7 separate regions of the Mus musculus genome follow, and regions 2, 3, 4, 5, 6 and 7 are each linked to region 1. Evidence: chromatin contacts called from public Hi-C, HiChIP or PLAC-seq and promoter capture Hi-C data. All regions are on one chromosome and are shown on one strand. Each heading gives the region's core, a stretch centred on a gene start, on an enhancer-like site or on the middle of the called end of the contact. The rest is flanking DNA. Distances are from core to core; before and after follow the strand shown.

Region 1 (2,700 bases), core at 67-2,566:
GTCCCTTTATATCACAAGACGAACTTACCCAGCCTCTTTGTTTGACAAGCCAGTCCCGTTTCGTCCTTACAAGAACATCTGTGATAGTTTCTGCTAATGGTTCGATGAAGCTTTCTTGGTTTACGCTCTTTAAGTGTTTGGCCACAAAGGCACCGAAAGAAATAAGAGTCACAATCCTGCCCCAGTTTGTTACGCCATCTTTGAAAACATGGACCATTACTCGAGAAAAAGATTTAACATCGCCTTCGTTTTTAATGTCCAGTTTCCGGAGCATGCCTGAGAAGAAAAGCAAGAAACCTCATGGCCTCCTTTGTCTGCAGCGGGGCACTACCCTTCTGCCCACCCACGACGAGGGGACCGTGCTCTCCCGGCTCTAGAGCAGTCAGGCAGACCCCACGCCGACAGTGACATCCCACCCTTTCCGGTCTTTGAACCCAACAGCCAGATGGGCGGAAACAATGACTCACAGCCAGAAAATTCTGGTTGCAGAGCCAGGCTCCGGCTCTTCCCTCTTCCCGCACGGCCCGGCCCGGCCCGGGCGCCGCTTACCCTGGAAGGCCGTCTCGTGGTTGCGCTGCACGCCGTCGCCCACGCGCCGCAGGGTCTCCAGCGCTCTCCGGCCCGCCGCGCCCGCCTCGCCCAGAGGCTTCGAGTCCTTGGAGCCGGTCGCCTGCTCCCGCAAGTAGCGCGAGATGATCTCCAGCGACTGGCGGTATAGGTCGTCCTCTTCCTCCTCGGGCGGCGGCGGCGTGGAGGGCAGAGAGCCGTCGGCCCCGGAGCTCTTGGCCGCCTCGCTCACGCGCTCCAGGAGGGGCAGCACGGCCGGGCGCTTGCCGATGGCCTCCGGCTCGCAGCCGTCCAGTTCCTCCTCCGGAGACACGATGGCGGCGGCGGCCGACGCGGCCATCTCCTCGGGCGGCACGGCGAGGAGGCCGGGCGACTTATGCAGCCGCCTTTCGGCCGACGCGGTGACGTCGGGGTCCTCGGCGCCCACGGGCGGCGGCCGGGCGACCACCCGCGCGCCGGGCAGCAGGGCGGCCTCCCCTCCCCCCTCGCGCCGCGCCTTGGCCTCCTCGGCCACCAGGCGCGCCCCTGCCGGAGAACCGCCGCCCGCGCCGAGGCTGGCGCCGCCGCAGTACAGGTTCAAGCCGATGACCGCGTTTCTCCGCAGGCCAAACATGGTCGGACGCCGCAGGCTGAGGGGAAGGAGCGGGGAAGGCCGCGACTCCAGACCGGAGGCAGGCGGAAGTCAGGAGTGAGGAAGGCCGTTCCCTGCCGCCGCCTTAGGGCCGTGCTGACGCAGGCGAGGACTTCCCGTAAAAGGGGAAAGGGGCGGGCGTTTCCGGAGGGCTGGCCCGGCCACTCCGCGCCTCTTCCGGCCGGAGCGCTCTCGCGGCTTCCGCGGCTACGGTTGGCGGAGCGCGGTACCTGGCCTTGGCTCGCGGACGGATTGTGCTTTTTTGTCCGGTACAACTCTCAGCCCGGCTGGCCAAGTGCTTGGCTTCCCGGGGAATGGTTCCTGCTCGGGAACGCCTGCTGATCTGTGTCGGTTTTTGAATTTCAAGCTGCCCTGGAACTCTGCATAGCCCAGGCTGGTCCTAACGTTAGGCAGTCCTGCCTTAGCCTTTCTCGTTGCACTACCTGCTGTGTTTTTATAACATACCAGTCTTAAACACTTTTTTGTTTGTGTGTATTTGTGGTTGTGTGCCTGCCTCCAGGTGGGTGCTGGGAGTTAAACCCTGGAAGAGCAAACCAGGGAGGGCATCTCCAGTCTCATACACAAAGGAATATTAACCATTGATTTGCTTAAAAGTTAGGGGGAGTCCTGCTCTGTCATTTTTCTACTGTGAGCCCTCACTCCCTGTGTTCCAAAATGACTTTCCGTTCCGGTTTTTTTTGTTTTTTGTTTTTTGTTTTTGTTTTTTTGTTTTTCGAGACAGGGTTTCTCTGTGTAGCCCTGGCTGCACTGGAACTCACTCTGTAGATCAGGCTGGCCTCAAACTCAGAAATCCTCCTGCCTCTGCCTCCCGAGTGCTGGAATTAAAGGCGTGCCCCACACTGCCTGGCCAAAATGACTTTTCATGGACAGCTATTAAGGGGTTATTTATGTGGAGCCTGTGAAAGATTCAACTGGTGAAAGGCTCCTGAAACCCAGCCCTAAAGACCTGAGTTCAATACACAGAACCCACCTAACAATGAAGGAGTGAGACCACTTTCCAGAGTTGACCTCTGGCTGCCAGAAGAGCCTAGCTCCCTACCCTATCCCCAAACAGTAAAAGTCTAAAATATGAGCCATTTATGGTGGCTAGGCCTATAGCTCAATTGGCAGAAGAGCTTGCCCAGGCCTGGGGAGGCAGAGGCAAGAGACTCAATTTAAAACTCATTTTTGGCTACATGATGAGCCTGCTGTCTAAAATGAACAAAGGATGGTTACGGGAGTAACTCAGTTGGTAGAGAATTTGCCTACCCTTGTAGAAGTCCTGGGTTGATCCCCAGCACCATATAAAACGGTGAAGATCTTTGGTGGACTGGTTAGACTTAATATCAACTTGACACAAGCTGGAATTCCATGGACTGGCGGTCCTGGGTTCTGTAAGAAAACAGGCTGAGCAAGCCATGGGAAACAAGCCAGTTAGCAGCTCCTGCCCATGGCCTCTGCCTCTAGGTTCCTGCCCCGTTTGAGTTCCTGTCCTGATGTCC
Region 2 (2,700 bases), core at 137-2,636, 870 kb before region 1:
GTGCTTAGAGTTGGAGGGCTGCCGTGGGGGGACCGGGGACTAGGGGACTGGCCCATACCTATCCAGCCAGGTCCCCCCAGGCACCGGTTCTTCCCAGATGATGAGCCTCCTACCTAGTGAATTTCTCTGGGTACTTCTGTGACTGGAAGAAGAAATTTGGCTGAGTGTGGGGAAAGAGAAGGGTTGGAGACCAGTCAAGATGGTGGGTAGAGAGAGCATCTGAAGAGACCAAAACAAAAATGAGACAGACTGGATCTTGGGAAGAAGGAGGCTTCCAGAGGGTGAGCGTGGCTGGTGAGCCTCTGTGCCCTGCCCCTGCGGCCACCTTCAGGTCCCTTGTGCAATATGCCTACGGGGGCGGGGTGGTGGTGGAGGGAAGGTTGAGTGACCTCAGTGTGCAGAGTCCAGTGTACTGCCCCATCCTGACTACCAAATAGCAGATGTGCCAAAAATGGAGGACCCCTAGAGAAAGTGAGGTTCTGACCATGTCAGTGGGTCCCCAGTAGCACCAGGATCTGATCACGCTTTAAGAACATACTTCTTATGGATCCTTCCCACCAGAAACCACCTGCCGTTTCATTTTCTTCACTGTGTTAGAAGGGCACAAAGGGTAACATGGTAGGCAGACGCCCTGTCTACGATATCACCTTCCCAGTGAAAGGAGAGCCGGTCTCTCAGCCTCTCCAGAGGGCTGACAGTACGATCCCTCTCACAGGATGGGGTACAAATCAAGCATTCAAATTAATATATGTTTCTGTCTAACAGTTCATGTGTTTTTCCAGACCCAGCTGAAAAGCCCAATCCAGACACTCCTGGTCTTTTGAGGAGAACAGATATGGGGGAGGGTCTGTCTCCTTTTCTCCTGTCAAAACCCTACTTTGGGATAAGCATATGAGCAGGAGGTCAGAGAGGTCTTGAGGTAGGGATGGGAGTGTAACTCGATGGTAGCTGAGTGTTTACCATGCTCAAGGCCCTGGGCCCAGTCCTTAGCACTGCCCCCTCCCCCTCTCCCAAGGTCTTGGTGTAATAAGATGGAGAGGAAAATAGGAAAGCCAGAGAGAGGCAGCATTAAACATCAAATGGCCATGGATTAGAAAACATCTAGGCAAGAGGAAAAGTGAAGACTGGGGTAGTTGCTAAGGGGAGATCTTAGTTTTCAGAACAGATGTCTGTAACTTTATGAAGTTCTGGCCTTGACCCAAAAGCTTATCAAAGTGATCGACATTTCATCTGGACTTACTGTTTCCCGAGGTCAAGCATTACTCTGATACTGGGTTCTCGAGCCATAGTTGCCTATTCTGTTGGTCTGCTCCAGCCAGGGGGTCCCCCATCTCTTTCTCCATGATTGCCCCGGAATGGCTGCAGTCTCACTCAGGTCAGAGAGCCAGAGGAGGTTTGGTGTGGGGGGAGGGGGGAGGGAGAGTATATGGTTGGCCCAAGTACTGGACAGCTGAGAGGAGGAGGGAGGTGCCTACTGAGTTGACAGTTTTAAAAATAGCTAGGTCCAAAATTCCAGGAACGTTGGTGGCAGTGGGGTGTGGGAGCTAAGGCAGCAGGAACGATGAGCAAAATAAGGATGGAATATGGAAATATTGGATACCAAGGGAGGGAGAGTATAAAGAAAGATGATGGCCAAGTCATATATCCAACTGTAGCTTATAAGCTGCCACTCAGGCCCTCCAGCATTCCCAGTAATGAACTCAGTATTCCCAGTAATGCCTTTAAGACTGCTGGTGGTGATTTTGTGTGATGCCAGTCACTCACTGCTCTCATCCTCTCTTTACTGAGGATTCCATTGAATTTCTTCTACACATAATACACTGAGGTGGCCGGCTTTGAAGATGGACGGCAAGCATAGTTCAGAGACCCTCCCCCATCTCTGCCAACTATTTCAGAAGCTGAAAGGTCCAGCTGTCCCGAGAAATCCGAGAGCAGAATTGTTTCGAGAAGGGTTTATTCCGTCTGCCCAGATCAGATCTCTGCAGCTGTCTACTCTCTCTCCACCTTTTCCATTACACTAGTTTGTGCAACAATCCCTCCTCCCTCCTCCTCATCAATACAAACACAAAAAACAGAAGCTTCCAGGTTGCAGGGGCCGGGGCCGGGGTAGTAACAGAGGCAGAGAGAAGAATCGGAGTCAGTTTTGAACACTACTGATCCACAGAGGAGTGGCGTTAGATAGGTGAATTCAGAAGGAAGACATTTGGGAATATACTTTTATAGACAAACTGTTTGAAGATTCAATTATAATCAGGGTTTTAGCTATGTCCGTCTTTTCACCTGGTGGCATTTCTGGGACACTGTCCCACAGTACTTGCCAAGGGAAAGCAGCACAGGACTGATTACAAAGTGTGTCACAAAAGCTTCTGGCCCTGTCAGCTCTACATGAAGTTCTACAGGTCCACATGGTACATGGTCCCTTCTCAGGCACGCATACACACACACACACACACACACACACACACTTTACAAGAGAAGTGTGGGAGCACATGTATTTTTTATAATGAATTTAGCTTTTTCTCAACTATACAAGACCATATCACAATAATCTTTTACATTAAGTTATTTAGAACATGTCTGTCTCTGTGTGTCTGTGTGTACCTATGTGGATGTCAGAAACGTTATAGGAGTCAATTCTTTCCTCCCACCATGTGGGCGTTAGGGGCCAAATGTGAGGTTTGGTAGCTAGTTCCTCTACCT
Region 3 (2,700 bases), core at 124-2,623, 920 kb before region 1:
GCTGGCCTCAAACTCAGAAATCCGCCTGCCTCTGCCTCTGCCTCTGCCTCCCAAGTGCTGGGATTAAAGGCATTCGCCACCATGCCCAGCTTTGTTATTGTTTTTTGAGAGAAGATCTCATGTAGCTCAAGCTGGCCTGGAACTCGGTATGTAGCTGAGGCTGGCCTTGAATTTTGGACCCCCCCCCACCCCCCCAAGCCTTGGGATTACAGGGACGCGCCACCACAGCAGACTTACTAGCATTTACTTCTGTTGAGAAAAAATTGGTTAGAATCCAGGTGACCTGTGTGATCCCTGGGGGCTGTGATGCGCAGCCGTTGACAGTTTAGGGGAGACTTGGGGTGGGAACAGTCAAGAGGAGTAAGGCCTGTTTTGTACTTTTAAATAAAATGTTTGTATCTGTCTAACATGTCTAACAGAGTGATGTGTACTGGGAAAGGGCCGGAGGCAAGGCTGAGGGGGTGTCCAGTCAAGCCATTCTTACCCCTGCCACGCCCCCTTTCAGAGGACTGAATTTACAGCCATGCAAATGCTAAACGGGTGTTCCATCACTCAGCCATGCCCCCATCTCTTTTTATATATTTGCTTTAGAATTTTTAGGCAGAGCTTTTGCTAAGTTGCCTAAGTTGGCTTTGAACTTAACCCTGTAGCCCAAACAGGCCTGAAACTGTCTCAGCCTCCCTAGCTGTGGTCCCAGGTCTGTGCCACCAGTGTCAAATCTCTGCGTGTCCAGTGTGACACGGGTGTGTGTGTGTGTGTGTGTGACCGCCTTGACCCTTGACCTTTACTTCTCAGCTCTCCCTTGGAGGACATTCAGGAACTCATCTGCAATGCTGTCTGAAAGCAGCGCTGGGGAAAGCATAGGCTCGCCCACAGACTACCCTAGCCTTTGGCCTCCAGCAGCACAGGGACATGAGCCTGCATAGTCAGGCACATTTACCAGGACACCAGCCCTCTCCTTTCTCACACTTGACCTTGATGGTGTCCTTATTTACAAAGAGTGATTGCAGCTATTTTTGTGCAGGGAGTCCAGAAAGCCAGGGGCCGGGAGAGAGGAGTGACTCACTGCTTTCAGCTTACCGTCTTCCAGGACCTGGAGAGCCCACTTTGAAAGGCATATTTAGGATCTCCCTAAATATACTGTTCTCTACAGACAGCCGGGGTGTGGCTTGCAGCTCCTTCTTTTTTGTTGTTCTTTCCTTTGTGGAATTAAGTTAGCCTTTCTCACTCCACTTTGGGGAGGGGGTAGGCGGTGTTATCTTCCAGGAAGTAAGGAGGGTGGGGAGGAAGGGAGTGATTTAGGGACACTCAGCTCTAAGAGAGGCTTCCTCGCCCACACAGCGCTCCCTTGGGTGAGGTCACTTCCCTGGCCTCTGATTGGCTTCTAAGGAAGGCTTCCTCGAGCTGATTGGTTGCATGCACTTGCCATGCCACAGCCACGAGTAAGTTGCGTGTCCAGTATAGAAACAGAGTAAGGAGACCTGCAGAGACATCTGCCGTGCTACCACGGGAGGCCCCACTGAGCATTTCATAGTCTAAGGATGGACTGTGTGAGAAGCGTCCAATAAGCTTCCCAATCGCTTTTAGACAGGCCGACCGAATTTCCTACAGCATCGTGGGTTAGAGAACCGAAATCCAAGGTCAGGTATTTCTGACCCCATTGTACAGGGCAAAGAGGGGCTTAGACTCCATGGAGGAGAAGCGCCTTCAAGGCCTCGTTTAAATGTGGTAGCAAGTGTTGGGATAGAAGCCCAGCCAAGAAAGCAGAGCCGGGAACAGGAATAGAAGCGAACATTCCAGAGTTATTGAGCAATTTGTGGTGATTGATGTGTTTCCTTTTCTAGCTCTCCGAGGTGAGGGAAGGGCGGGGCCAGGAGACTTGTCCCTGGGGTTTCCCACAGTTCTACAGCCAGCGACTGTAGCTAGGGAGGAAACAGCCGAAAACAAAGATCCTGAACGGTTTGGTTCTGTTTTGTTTACCTGTTGTCTTTTCCTACGTTGTCCCGTGCACACACAGTGGAGGGGAGACACCATCCTAACCCTCATTACTTAAGTCCAGGTCTATGTTGAGAGACACTGCCACAGGCTAGCCCACCTGATGCTCCTCTTTTTTTTTTTTTTTTTTTTTTAACATTTCATTTATTTGGCCAAGGGTGTACAAAATGGCGTGTGTGGGGAGCCCAGAGGACAGCCTGCTGGAGTCAGTACTCTCCTGCTGCCATATGGGTCTGGGGGCTCACATGCAAGGCTTGGAGGCAAGCACCGAATGAGCCAACTCACATCCCTGGGAACTTGGTGGTGGGACCAAAGATCCCGAACTAAAGGTGGTAAAGGAGGGCAGGACACTAGTCCCCACCCATCTTTCCACAGTTCCGTCCCTTCACGTTGCCTTTCCCCTGGCGCAGGAGAAAGGAGGACAAAGGTTGGAATGACCACTTGGGATCAGTCATGCTACCTCAAAGACAAAGTGTCATAAATATCAAGTCATTCTTGGACTCTGCCCTGCCTGGACTCCTGCCTTCCCTGGCAGGTGACCTTGTTGGACAAAGCCAGTGACACGAGACACAGCAGCTTCCCCAAATTCCTAATTGGTTCCAGGCAATAGCTAAACCATGTCCACTGACCTTTCCCCAACTTCCCACAAGCACTCCCAAACAGGCAGAGGCTGGAGCCTGGGTCCAGCAGACAGGGTCAAAGCCG
Region 4 (2,700 bases), core at 89-2,588, 550 kb after region 1:
TTTAAAAAACAAAACACAAACCTCTCACCTGTTATCTTGAACTTAAGTCTTTATCGTACAGTATCTAAGCTGACTAGGATCCCAGACAGTTGCCCTGCAAGGTAGGGCTTGTTTTTATTTACTGCCAGGGGCCAGTAATCCAGGATCTAGGACTCATTTTCTAGGCTAGTGATATACTACTGAGCTACAAACTATATTTCCATCCTCAGGGAAGTTTTTAATGTTTCCAAGGAATCCACCACAACCATTTAATTACATATAGTATGCTGATCTGGTTGTACAACATATATTCAATCACTGAACAGCTTCTATTAACAAAAATTTAGCCAAATGTCAGCCTTGTTTGTAAAAAAAAGACCGAATTCTGTTACAGACCTTAAAACCAACCAGAAAATGAGACATAAACCAAATCTAACTGTAAACTGAAATTTTGTTTCTATGATGGAAATAAATGGGGATTCTCTTAGTCGATAAAGGGTCACCTAAGAAAACAGTAAGCTATGATTTGAAAGCTGAAAACGAGAGTGTGCTAACTTTTTTGTTTTTTTTTTTTTTTTTTTGGTTTTTTTTTTTTTTGGTTTTTCGAGACAGGGTTTCTCTGTATAGCCCTGGCTGTCCTGGAACTCACTTTGTAGACCAGGCTGGCCTCGAACTCAGAAATCCGCCTGCCTCTGCCTCCCGAGTGCTGGGATTAAAGGCGTGCGCCACCACGCCCGGCGGAGAGTGTGCTAATTAAGTTTGTTTCTGGACAGGTTCCTTTTGGTAAATAACTCGGCAGCGGGACGAGAAAACTTCAAAGCCGACAAAGACACAGACACTGATACGCACACACACTCCTCCAGACTCCGCCATCCAGCCAGGAGCGTACAAGAAAATTGTAAAGCCGATAAACACACACACACACACACACACACACACACACACACTCCGAAGAAAATTGCAAAGCCGACAAAGACACAGACACAAACACACATGCGCGCACACACACACGCACACAGAGGCACATACACACGCGCGCGCACACACACACAAAGTCCCCTCCACTCCGCCGTCCAGCCCGGAGCGCCTTTCCGAGCCTTTCTCAATCCCCGCCCCCTTCCTCTTTGTCCAGGGTTTTCCCTTCTCCTCGCCTCTCTCTTTCCCTCTTCCTGGGCCCGGCTCTTGCCTCGGTGAAACCCCCGTAAGTTGTCTGGTAGAACTCATCTTCCTCCTCTGCTTCCAGGAGCCCAGAAAGCCGGTTCCCAGCGGTTTTCCGTGGGGCCCGGCCCCCAGCCAAACTCATACCGCCTACAGCGACTGCGCTGCCGCCTTCAGCCCCTGGCCCAGCTCGGGGTTCTCGCAGATCGGCACTCGACACTATTACCTGCGGGCGACCGTCAATGACGGAAGTTCAGCGTCTGCAAGCAAAAGCAGCCGAGCGTCGAGAGGTCCTAGTTATTTTCACCTTAAGTCTCTTTGTGGCTGGTGGCTGCTGTGGCCACTCATAGGCAGCGCCTAGGGCACAGTACCAGGGTTCCTCCTCCTTACCTAGATATTTTGTTTGTTTTTCTACAGACAGGATCACACTTTACAGTCCTGGCTGGCCTGGAGCTACCTGTGTAAAGCAAGCTGCCCTCGAACTCAGAGATCTTCCTGCCTCTGCCTCCCGGTGATGGAATTAAAGGTGTGCGCCAAGTAGGCCTGCCTCATAGCAAACTCCTTTCCCTTCTCCGCTCCTACTTTTTTTTTTTTTTTAAGATTTATTTATGCTAGGCAGTGGTGGCGCACGCCTTTAATCCCAGCTCTTGGGAGGCAGAGGCAGGTGGATTTCTGAGCTCAAGGCCAGCCTGGTCTACAGAGTGAGTTCCAGGACGGCCAGGGCTATACAGAGAAAAGCTGTCTCAAAAAAAAAAAGTATGTATGTATGTATGTACTTATTTATTTATTTAATATGAGTACACTATTGTTGTCTTCAGACACACTGGGAGAGGGCACCGACAGCTCTTTCAGAGATCCTGAGTGAATTCAATTTCCAGCAACCACATGGTGGCTCACAACCATCTGTAATGGGATCTGATGTCCTCTTCTGGTGTTTCTGAAGACAGCTACAGTGTACTCATATACATAAAATAAATAAATAAATCTTTTTAAAAATTGTATGACTTTTTTTTTTAACTATGTGTTTGTGTTCATGTGTGTGAGCATGTACCACTGCACTGGTGTGGAGGTCAGAAGACAAATGTGCAGGAACTGGCTCTCCACGTTTACTGTGTGGAATCTGGGGTCAAAGTCAGGTCACCAGGCTTGATGGCAGGCTCCTCTATCTGCTGAGTTTTGGTTTTGGAGACTGGTTCTCTATGTACTCCAAGCTTGCCAGTCTCATAGACTGGTCTGCTATGGTCTTCTCCGTGTTTCATGCTACTAGGTTAAGGGAAGAGTTTGTTTTTGTTTTTGTTTTGGAGTGTGTGTGTGTGTGTGTGTGTGTGTGTTTCCCCCTCTTTGCTGGGAATGGAACCCAAGGTCTCAGGAACTCTAGAAAAGCATTCTACTACAAAGGTACATCCCAAGTGAGGCCAAGGATTGTATCTGTCTATACTACGAATGTGAATGCCTGCAATAGGCTAGGTTTAGGTAAACAATGAAAGACTAAATGAAGAAGGTATTCATTCTTTTACTGTTTTTTGGTTTTATTTTTGTTTCTGTTTTTTTTTTCTAATGCCA
Region 5 (2,700 bases), core at 24-2,523, 900 kb before region 1:
AAAAATCCTCACCATTAGGTCAGGGGTATTGACATCCACTAGATCCATCACTTCGAAGTTTTTCTTTGCCTCTTGAGTTGGCTGGCTGGGGCGATCGAGAAAAGCCTTCACCCAGTAGTCTACGCAACCATATTTTCCTTTAAAGGATGTTCCCAGGGGCCTGTGTCAAAACAATGAACCAAAATTAAGGCTAAGAACTGTAAGAGATCAATGGAGGGGGAAGACTTAGAAATAAGAGTGCAAGGTGCACACGGTGGATGCCTACCCTTGAGGAAGCTCGAAGCCGAACTTGTACTCATATTTGTTTCCAGGCCTCATGATCACCATCTCGTTCTCACCTGCTGGGAAACAAAGACAAGGGGCCATTAGGCTTCTTGTTACATTTTGAAAGCGTCAATGAGGAGTGCCTGGGCAGTAGACTACCTTACTTCACTTCCACTTTCATCTCTTACACTATGGAAGAAAAGATCCCAGAGCACTTTCTTGGACAGAAAGTTGCGAAATCCACAAATACATTAATCTTTAAGTAGTAGCTAAGACAACACTTTCAGGAAACAGTACCTCAGAAAGTGTTCAAATCACTCTAGGGGGGTGAAGGGTAGTGAAAAACTTGCTAATTACAAAGTAAAAAAATATAGGGACCAACAGTTCAAACCATTCAAACGAACAACTCGAAACATTTAGTGGTGCCCTCCCCGACCCACAGACCTCCCAAGTCACCATCAGTCCTGCTGGGAGCAGTACCTGTAGGCTGCTCTTCTAGGAGAAGTGTGTCTTCATAGCGCAAGTAGTCCAAAGTCTGTTTGCACTGCTGAGACCCTTGCATCCACAGGACCTTGGCCACGCCGCAAGCCAGGATCCTGACGGCTTTGACTCGGGTAACTTCACACACTTCCACTATTACCCGTCCGGCCACCTTCTCCCCGCTGCCGTACACCTTCTCGGGGTCGTTGAAGACCACCTCAAAAGACTTGATCTTCTTGAACATCACCATGATTGAGCCGAGTGGGTTCAAGAAAAACGAAAGCCGGAGAGGAAAAAAATCTTTAAGAACCCTTCAAAGCAAACGAAGAGCTCGCCTCCGTAAAGTCAGGGCTTGAAAACCCAAACGAAAATGTAAAGAAAGCTTCAAACAAACCCTAACAACTTTTCCAAAAGGTGCCTGGAAGTTTCAGCCTGCCGGCTGTGCCAAAAGCTTTCAGGAGAAAAATAACAGCTGTCTTCCGCAACTGGAGAAACTCTGGAAACCCCGAGACCAGAGGAGGAGAGTGTCAAGCGGCTGCCGGAAACGGCTTATATAGCCGCCTGGCTTGGCGCTCCACGCGAGTGCTGGCCTGGAGGCTCGTGCAGCCCTCGTGCACAGTTCTCCCATTGGCTACTTGGCCCTTGTTTACCAGGCCTCCAACCAATCAGCGAGGCCGCCGGGGCGCGTGGACACGGTGTGCTCCTAGCGGGGAAAATGGTTGTTGTTCGGGTGCGCAGCCTTGCCAGCAGGAGGGGCGGGGCCCGGGGCGACGGGTGCCCTCCCTCCCCCCGGGAGGCTGGGACCCCGGGACCCTGAACCTCATCCAGGGGACTCCTCTTGGGAGCTGGGTTATTTGGGTGTGTGCTTTGTTTTTTTTTTCCCCCTTCTTTTTTTAGGTGAAAGAAAAATGTGCTTAGGAGAGGATTTCATGACTCGCCTGAGCCAGCGCAATTCATTTCGAGGTGACCATTTATTCCTGGCTCACAAGTTCGCAAGTCTTGTGAAAAACAATCCCATCGCACCGAGGATACTCCAGGATGGAGCGGAGGGCGAGAGTGCAGTCGTGTTAGTGAGAAAGAGCCCACCCGATATGCTCCTATTGCACTTCTATTGAAGAATAAAAGGCTGCGGTCTCTCCAGACGAGAACTTGTCAGATATTTTAAAGTCTGGCTTTCAGTCCTTTCTGGTGAATGCTCTGGTGGGTTCCCCTCATTTCCCCCTCATTTCATGCCCCTATGTGCTGCTACTGTTCCTCGCCCATTACATTCTATTCTGTTCTCTGGAGCGGAAGCAGTAAGGGAGTGTCCACATCCTGTTGCTTATCCCCTCATCTCTTCAGTGTACCTGTGAAGTTGGGGAACATTTTGTATATGTTCCCTTGTTCCTCACTGCAGCTTTGTGAGGTGTTTACTTTCACACTGATGGCTCCCCCGTCCTTGTTTCTCCAGGAAACAAGAGGTGGACAAACCAAAAAAATAAAATAAAAGAAAGAAAGAAAAAGGAAGAAAAAGAACCTCACTCCTTACTTTGTTTTCGAGTTCCTGTCATTCTTTTCCCCCCTCTGTCCTCTCTCCAAATTCACTAAATGAAATGCATGTCCCTAAGCCTGTTTCAATTTCACCGGCGCTGGAGCTGTGTTAGTTTCACTTAGTTATCTGGCAAACCTTGCTGAGAGATGCCTCAGGAGCTGACTAGAGAAATAACTCTTAAGTGTGCAAAGAAACTCTTGTGTGAAGGATTACCTGCAACCCCCTCCCCCTTCGCCCCCTACTCTATTCCCCACCCACCCACCCACTCCCACCCCCACCCCCACCCCGCGCCGGAGCCTTGTCATTGAGTCCTAAACTCCTTCCATATTTGGGCAGAATTATTAGGAGACTATCTATCTCCTTCCTTGCGCAGGAAAATAAAGATGATATAGCCCTGAGATTAAGATGGAGAAGTAAAAAGCGAT
Region 6 (2,700 bases), core at 180-2,679, 640 kb after region 1:
TTTTTGGATCCACTGCTATGGGAGTCCAAGGGGAGGTAACAGAGCCTTCTTTTAAAAGCTTTACCCAAACCTGGGCCTGATGGCGCAACAGTGTAGCCCTAGTTACTAGGCAGGCAGGACAACTTAGTGGAAACCCTGTCCCAAAAAGTGATAGGGTATAGAGTAGCTTCAGTGTTACGAGTGCACCTGCCAAGCGTGTGCGACTCCCAACGTCCAATAATCAGTATCGCCAAAACAAAACAAAAACACTCGCCAAGCTGCTATGTCGGTGGGCTGCTTGCTTGGACTGGGTGAAGCACTAGGTTCCACTCCGAACACTGCAAAAAGTGAAAATAAAACAGAAATTTAAAAACCCTTGTCATTTGAAACGGCTGCGGTCGCGGTGGGCGGCGGCGGCGCGGGGCCAGGGTAGAGAGCGCGCCAGGTGGCACACTGGGCCTGCAGATGGATCCAGCAAAAACCTGAGCCAGCGCAGGTGGGTGAGTGTCAAGGCAATTCGTCTCCCTGGCGACTCCGCCCCTTTTCCCACCTCCAAGGGGCGGGGCAGCAAAGCGCGGGAAAGCTCAACGGGAACAGTAATGCCAGCTCCCGTCAGGGGCGGAGAAAAGGGAGCTCTCTTAAATGGGAAATAGATCTGGGCTCCCTCCTTCTCTCGCGTAAGAAGCCTATCAGCATACTACCTTAAGCTCTCCTTGGTTGTGGCCCAGGCCACGCCAGCACTTCCCAACGTCACCTCCCCCACTTCCGGTCGCAGCGTGTCCCAGGTCTCAGGTCTCGGTGGTTCCGGTTTCTTTTACACTCGGAATCCCAAAGTCTGTCCAGCTCTCCCGCAGAGGGAGGGGCCGTGCGTGGTGCGTACGCCCAGAGGCAGGCGGACGCCAGAACCGCATCCATCCGGATTATAAAGCAGTTTAGACTGCGAGGAACCCCAGGCAATGGTCACCCCGATGACGTAATGTTTGGGGGTGGCACCTCATTTTGTGACCCCCAGCACCGCATCCGTTCGAGCGCGGCTTAGCCTGAGGAAACGGCACGAACACTTAAAACACCCAGGTTCCACACGGAGCCGACGAGGTTCCCCTAGACGCGCCGCCATACAGCTAGAGTTCCTAAGTTTGTAGATGTGAGGCACAGTGTCCAGCTTCGAGCGACCAATGGAGAGAGGATGGCTACGCTTCTGAGCTAGCTAGTCACCCCTCGCAACCCAAAGCGAAGACTAAGGCTGGCTTCTTGCTAAGCGACAGCGGCGGCGGCCAATGGCTTTCGGGCTGCTCAGACAGGGCAGGTGGACTCCGGAGCAGCCAATGGGGAGAACCTTCTCCACAGGGCCCAGGCCCTTTGTCCAATAGTGATGAGAAGACTATGAGGGGCCAGTTCCGAGCGGGGTATGGAGGGCCAATCCCATACGGGACTGGGTGGGGCTCACAGTTGAATGACAGGTCCATTAGCCAATGGCGAGTATGAAAGCGGGCAGCCCGGACTAGGAGCACGGAGGGAGCTGAGGGAGAGGGGAGGCCGAAGCGGAGAGAAGCAGGAAGTAGCGGCGGCCGCGGGGAGGGCGGCGGCGGCGGTAGCGGCGGTGGCGGCTGGAACCGGGAGGAGGCCGTAGGGTCTCAGCCCGCACCAGGATCGGAACAAGTAAGCACGCTCGCGGCAAATACCCGCCCCTGGCTCCGCCCCCCGGGGGGGCGGGTAAATACCCCTGCCCCTCCCCCACTTGGTCAACTACCCCCTTCTCCGTGCCGCCGCCCCCTGGGGCGGCTGCTGGCCTGGCCGGGTCGCCGCCTTCTTCTTCGAGGACCACCGGTGGGAACTCCAGTTTGCTGGAAGCACGGCCCCCTAGCCTGGTAACGTGGGAGGGGGTTCCTGGACCCCTAAGTCCTGGCGCTCTTAGACTGAGAGGCAGTCAGAGTGCGGCCGGGGGACTCGAGGCTGCGGGATGTCGCGACCTAAAATGGTGTCCGTGCCGGGCGGTGGGGGCGGGGGAATTGGGCCCAGCAGGAGAGGAGCCTGCATCCCGACCGGGTGCTGGTCAGCGTCCGGACCCAGGCAGGACTCAGGCTAGCGCCTCGATCCTGGCGAGCTCCTTGCAGTCACTCGGGTCTGGGGAGAGCCTCTGGGGGTCAGAGACAGGGCAAGCTGCCCGGCGCGCAGAGATGAAGGGGACCAGGTTCGAGTCTGGACTGACCTGGCTGCAGAGCTTAGAATCACGCAGGGACCGCCCCCTCTTGTGTCTCCACTCCCCTCGCGCCACTCCCCACTGCCGGGGAGTCCTGGCCCCCAATGTGCAGCGCCGCAGATCCTAAGGGCCTGGCCTCACCGAGGCCCTCCCTTGAGTTCTTAGCCGGTGAAAGTGAAAGAAGCACCACTCGCCTCAGTTTACCCTTTAGTTTTTAAATGTACTTCTTGTCCCCTACCCGAAACCCCGGACTTACTTTCCGCGCCAGTCCCTGGCAGATGGCAGGGACTTAAATGCCGCCCGCTGCCCAGCTTGGCCGCAACCTAATCGCCCCTGGCCGTGCTCTGGCCCCTTCCTTTTGCTCTGCGCTGTAGGCCTTGGGCAAAGGGCAATGGAGCCCCCACCCTACCGGTGTCTGTTCACCCTTTTCTTGTTAAGCCCCCTTTGCTTTTGAAGAACAGAGGGGGAAAGTAGGTAGGGAGATGGCAGCTCCACAGGCCTGGCGGCTGAGTGGAGGATCT
Region 7 (2,700 bases), core at 20-2,519, 940 kb before region 1:
ATTCCAAAAACGGAGTATGTGTCATCCACATGCAACTTCCCAGTCTAGAGGCCATTTTCTCTGACCTCTGTCATATTCTTGTTGACTGACTCCTAGTTTTACATCCATCCTGAAGTATTTCCCTTTACTTCTACTCTGTAAAAAAAATGACTCTTTCTATTCTGCCCTCTTTCCTTGAAGGGGCTTGAAGGGCAGTGGAAAGTACAGAAAGAAAAAACCCACTGGGTTCCTGCCTTCTCTCCCCAATTACTGCTCTGGTCCCAAGCCCCCTTCTCTCCCTCACTTCTCAGACACCGCAACAATCCGCATTTGGGGCCTGAGCTTGGTAGCAGAGTCAAGAGTATCAAGAGTTCAAGGCCAGCCTAGACTGGGTAGCCAGACCCTGCCTTTAGAGAAAAAAAATCTTTTAAAGATTATTTATTAGTAGTGCTGGTGACTGAGGAAGAATAATAAAGAGGGTGTGTGTGGTATGTGTGTGTGTGTGTGTGTGGTGTGTGTGGTGTGTATGTGATGGCCTAAGCCAGAAGAGGGCGCGGGAGTCCGGTAGTTGGGAACCTCCTGGAGTGTTTCTCTGTGTGTGTGTGTGTGTGTGTGTGATGTGTGGTGTGTGTGTGTGTGTGTGTGTGTGTGTGTGTGTGTGTGTGATGTGTGGTGTGTGTGTGTGTGTGTGTGTGTGTGTGTGTGTGTGTGTGATGTGTGGTGTGTGTGTGTGTGATGTGTGGTGTGTGTGTGGTGTGTGTGTGGTGTGTGTGTGTGTGTGTGTGTGTGTGTGGTGTGTGTGTGTGTGTGGTGTGTGTGTGTGTGTGTGTGTGTGTGTGTGTGTGTGTGGTGTGTGTGTGTGTGTGTGTGTGTGTGGTGTGTGTGTGGTGTGTGTGTGTGTGTGTGTGTGTGTGTGTGTGTGTGTGTGTGTGTGTGATGGCCTAAGCCAGAAGAGGGCGCTGGAGTCCGGTAGTTGGGAACCTCCTGGAGTGTTTCTGGGAACTCCTGCAGGCACAGCTGTTAACAGATGAGCAGTCTGGTTTCTCTGACCCAGGGCTACATTTCCCAGCAGCGGTTCTCCTCTTCTGGCTCCGCCACGTGTCTGGATGAGCTCTGAGTAGCAGGACATCTTAGCCATCTAGTTCGGTCTGGGCATAAGAGGTGAATTCTGCAGCCCCAGGTCTCAGCGCGCCACTTCCCAAGCCTCAGTTCCGGTTAAGCTCGCTCCCTCCTCCTCCCCTCCTCGCCCGCCTCCGCTCTCGTCGATTGGCCAGGAAAACCCACCAATGGAGAGCTCGGGGAGGCGGGCCTAGAACGAGGGCTGGAAGAAGAAAAGCAAATTTCAAGTTGGCGGCTGCGTGGGCCCTGAGTGGGGGAGGGACGGCAGGTAAGGCTTCGACCTGGTGGCTCTGACCCGGTTTGGTTCGGTACTTCCCGAATTAGTCCCTCGGCGCCGACAGCGACGTAGATAACGCTTTCTGTCAGCCTGTTGGATCAGCCCCCTTCTAAATCCCTCCCCTTTTTCCCCGGGCTCTCACTGCTGTCTTGACTGTACGCCGGAGACAGCTTGCTGTCGCGCCTGGGGACAGATATTAAAGCAGGAGAGGAAGGTTCATTCTTGTAGCTCAGACTCTTCTATGGTACCAGCTTCTCCCGCACCCATTAACGTAACATTAGCCCCCTGTCAAGAGCCTGACAGATTCTTATTACCTATCAAGTCAACTGAACCGCTACCCTCTACCCACCACTTTCCTAGACCACCGTGAAGAATTTATTGATCCCCGACCTGACAAAGTCCGATTATCACTATTGGAATCTCTTTAATTTTTAAAATTACATTATTTGTGTGTGTGTGGGGGGGGTACGTACAAGCCATGGCTTACGCAAGGAGGTCAGAGGACAACTTGAGCTAGTCAGCCTGTTTCCTGGCCACTTGGCAACACGAGTATTTACCATCTCACGAGGCTGACTTTTTCCATCCCTCCCATGCTTTTATCGGCAGACTCTTGCTATGTAGCCCATACTGGCCTCCAGTTTGCATTCCCCCTGCCACAGTACCCCCGGTGTTAGGATTATATGTTCTCTTTCACTGTTTCTATTCTATGAACGGAAGGTTTGATGGGACAGATTGGGGTACTTAATACATTGTGTTCAGTAAGCGTTAATCGAGTGGAATTGATTTGTGGGAACCAGTGCTCTTGTCAAGGAGGACAAATTTAAACTCCTGATATAATTAGGGAACAATAAAAGACAACATTATATAATTAGGGGTCTTTGAACTGGTGGTTTATTGCATTAATGTTTTATAGTTATTCTCAGACCAGAGAAGGAAAACAACAAAAAGAACCAGAAGGGAGTCTTTGTGACTCACAGAGTCTGTAGACACATGTTCAAAAGACAGATATTTACTGAGAACCTACTACATAGCAGACACAGTGCTAGACAACCGGGATCACAATGAACCCTCTGATAACATCTATTCAATAAATTGTTATTTAGTATGTGGGAAAATATTTTCGAAACCAGTTCTTTCTATGCAGGGCAAACAGGCTGACCTCCAACTTATGACCCTCCTGCCTCACCCTTTCTGGGATAACAGGCTTGTACCACTGCACCCCAAATAAGCTTTTTTCTTTTAAATTGAGAAATGTGAGTCCGGTCTTACAAATGCTAAGCATTCATTCTGCCCCTGAACTACACCCCTAGCTCTGAAACAGCATC

The links. Promoter capture Hi-C pulls out the DNA fragments that hold promoters and counts their contacts. Hi-C and Micro-C count contacts between places; a contact is called where the count stands out from the background. HiChIP or PLAC-seq counts read pairs in DNA pulled down with a chosen protein or histone mark.
Region 2: a contact with region 1 is called in a promoter capture Hi-C map of liver, with 6 times the contacts expected there. The contact joins the promoter of Hjv here to the promoter of Mcl1 in region 1. A contact is called at or near these places in 2 of 39 promoter capture datasets (both in liver).
Region 3: a Hi-C map of cardiomyocytes shows a contact between it and region 1, with 4 times the contacts expected there. The contact joins the enhancer-like site here to the promoter of Mcl1 in region 1. A contact is called at or near these places in 1 of 39 promoter capture datasets (liver), 1 of 484 Hi-C or Micro-C datasets (cardiomyocytes) and 3 of 115 datasets of contacts at active chromatin or transcription factors (embryonic stem cells and pancreatic cancer cells).
Region 4: a promoter capture Hi-C map of erythroid cells shows a contact between it and region 1, with 4 times the contacts expected there. The contact joins the promoter of Vps72 here to the promoter of Mcl1 in region 1. A contact is called at or near these places in 1 of 39 promoter capture datasets (erythroid cells) and 2 of 115 datasets of contacts at active chromatin or transcription factors (effector CD8 T cells and pancreatic cancer cells).
Region 5: a contact with region 1 is called in a promoter capture Hi-C map of pre-B cells, with 2.5 times the contacts expected there. The contact joins the promoter of Txnip here to the promoter of Mcl1 in region 1. A contact is called at or near these places in 2 of 39 promoter capture datasets (liver and pre-B cells), 1 of 484 Hi-C or Micro-C datasets (CD8 T cells), 3 of 115 datasets of contacts at active chromatin or transcription factors (effector CD8 T cells, microglia and pancreatic cancer cells) and 2 of 9 other capture datasets (adipose tissue and liver).
Region 6: a promoter capture Hi-C map of pre-B cells shows a contact between it and region 1, with 2.0 times the contacts expected there. The contact joins the promoter of 4930481B07Rik here to the promoter of Mcl1 in region 1. A contact is called at or near these places in 6 of 39 promoter capture datasets (the C10 cell line, cranial neural crest, erythroid cells and 2 more) and 3 of 115 datasets of contacts at active chromatin or transcription factors (effector CD8 T cells, memory CD8 T cells and pancreatic cancer cells).
Region 7: a contact with region 1 is called in an HNF4G HiChIP or PLAC-seq map of pancreatic cancer cells. The contact joins the promoter of Polr3gl here to the promoter of Mcl1 in region 1. A contact is called at or near these places in 2 of 39 promoter capture datasets (liver and pre-B cells) and 1 of 115 datasets of contacts at active chromatin or transcription factors (pancreatic cancer cells).

Annotation. Positions count from the first base shown.
Region 1 is chr3:95,657,337-95,660,036 of GRCm38.p6, reverse strand. It overlaps Mcl1 (myeloid cell leukemia sequence 1), which reads right to left and starts at 1,316. Exons shown (of 3, transcript NM_008562.3): 1 at 550-1,316; 2 at 29-276. The coding sequence starts at 1,180.
Region 2 is chr3:96,523,871-96,526,570 of GRCm38.p6, reverse strand. Hjv (hemojuvelin BMP co-receptor) reads right to left here and starts at 1,386. Exons shown (of 4, transcript NM_027126.4): 1 at 1,241-1,386; 2 at 1-142. The coding sequence starts at 56.
Region 3 is chr3:96,575,579-96,578,278 of GRCm38.p6, reverse strand. Polr3gl (polymerase (RNA) III (DNA directed) polypeptide G like) reads left to right here. Exons shown (of 8, transcript NM_027241.4): 8 at 1-407. Among named protein-coding and RNA genes, the nearest start is that of Gm15441, 10 kb to the right of the region's middle. Within about 2 kb of position 1,373, at least 381 of the 459 cell types and tissues checked have an H3K27ac peak or open chromatin away from gene starts, as enhancers often do. A contact at or near this core is called in cardiomyocytes, embryonic stem cells, liver and 1 more, where this site is marked.
Region 4 is chr3:95,109,680-95,112,379 of GRCm38.p6, reverse strand. Vps72 (vacuolar protein sorting 72) reads right to left here and starts at 1,338. Exons shown (of 6, transcript NM_009336.2): 1 at 1,166-1,338. The coding sequence starts at 1,282.
Region 5 is chr3:96,556,530-96,559,229 of GRCm38.p6, reverse strand. Txnip (thioredoxin interacting protein) reads right to left here and starts at 1,273. Exons shown (of 8, transcript NM_001009935.2): 1 at 745-1,273; 2 at 266-341; 3 at 13-160. The coding sequence starts at 994. Gm15441 (predicted gene 15441) reads left to right here. Exons shown (of 4, transcript NR_040409.1): 3 at 833-1,944.
Region 6 is chr3:95,014,258-95,016,957 of GRCm38.p6, reverse strand. 4930481B07Rik (a long non-coding RNA gene) reads right to left here and starts at 1,429. Exons shown (of 2, transcript XR_003954670.1): 1 at 681-1,429; 2 at 1-317. Zfp687 (zinc finger protein 687) reads left to right here and starts at 1,501. Exons shown (of 9, transcript NM_001357863.1): 1 at 1,501-1,638.
Region 7 is chr3:96,592,750-96,595,449 of GRCm38.p6, reverse strand. Polr3gl (polymerase (RNA) III (DNA directed) polypeptide G like) reads left to right here and starts at 1,269. Exons shown (of 8, transcript NM_027241.4): 1 at 1,269-1,366.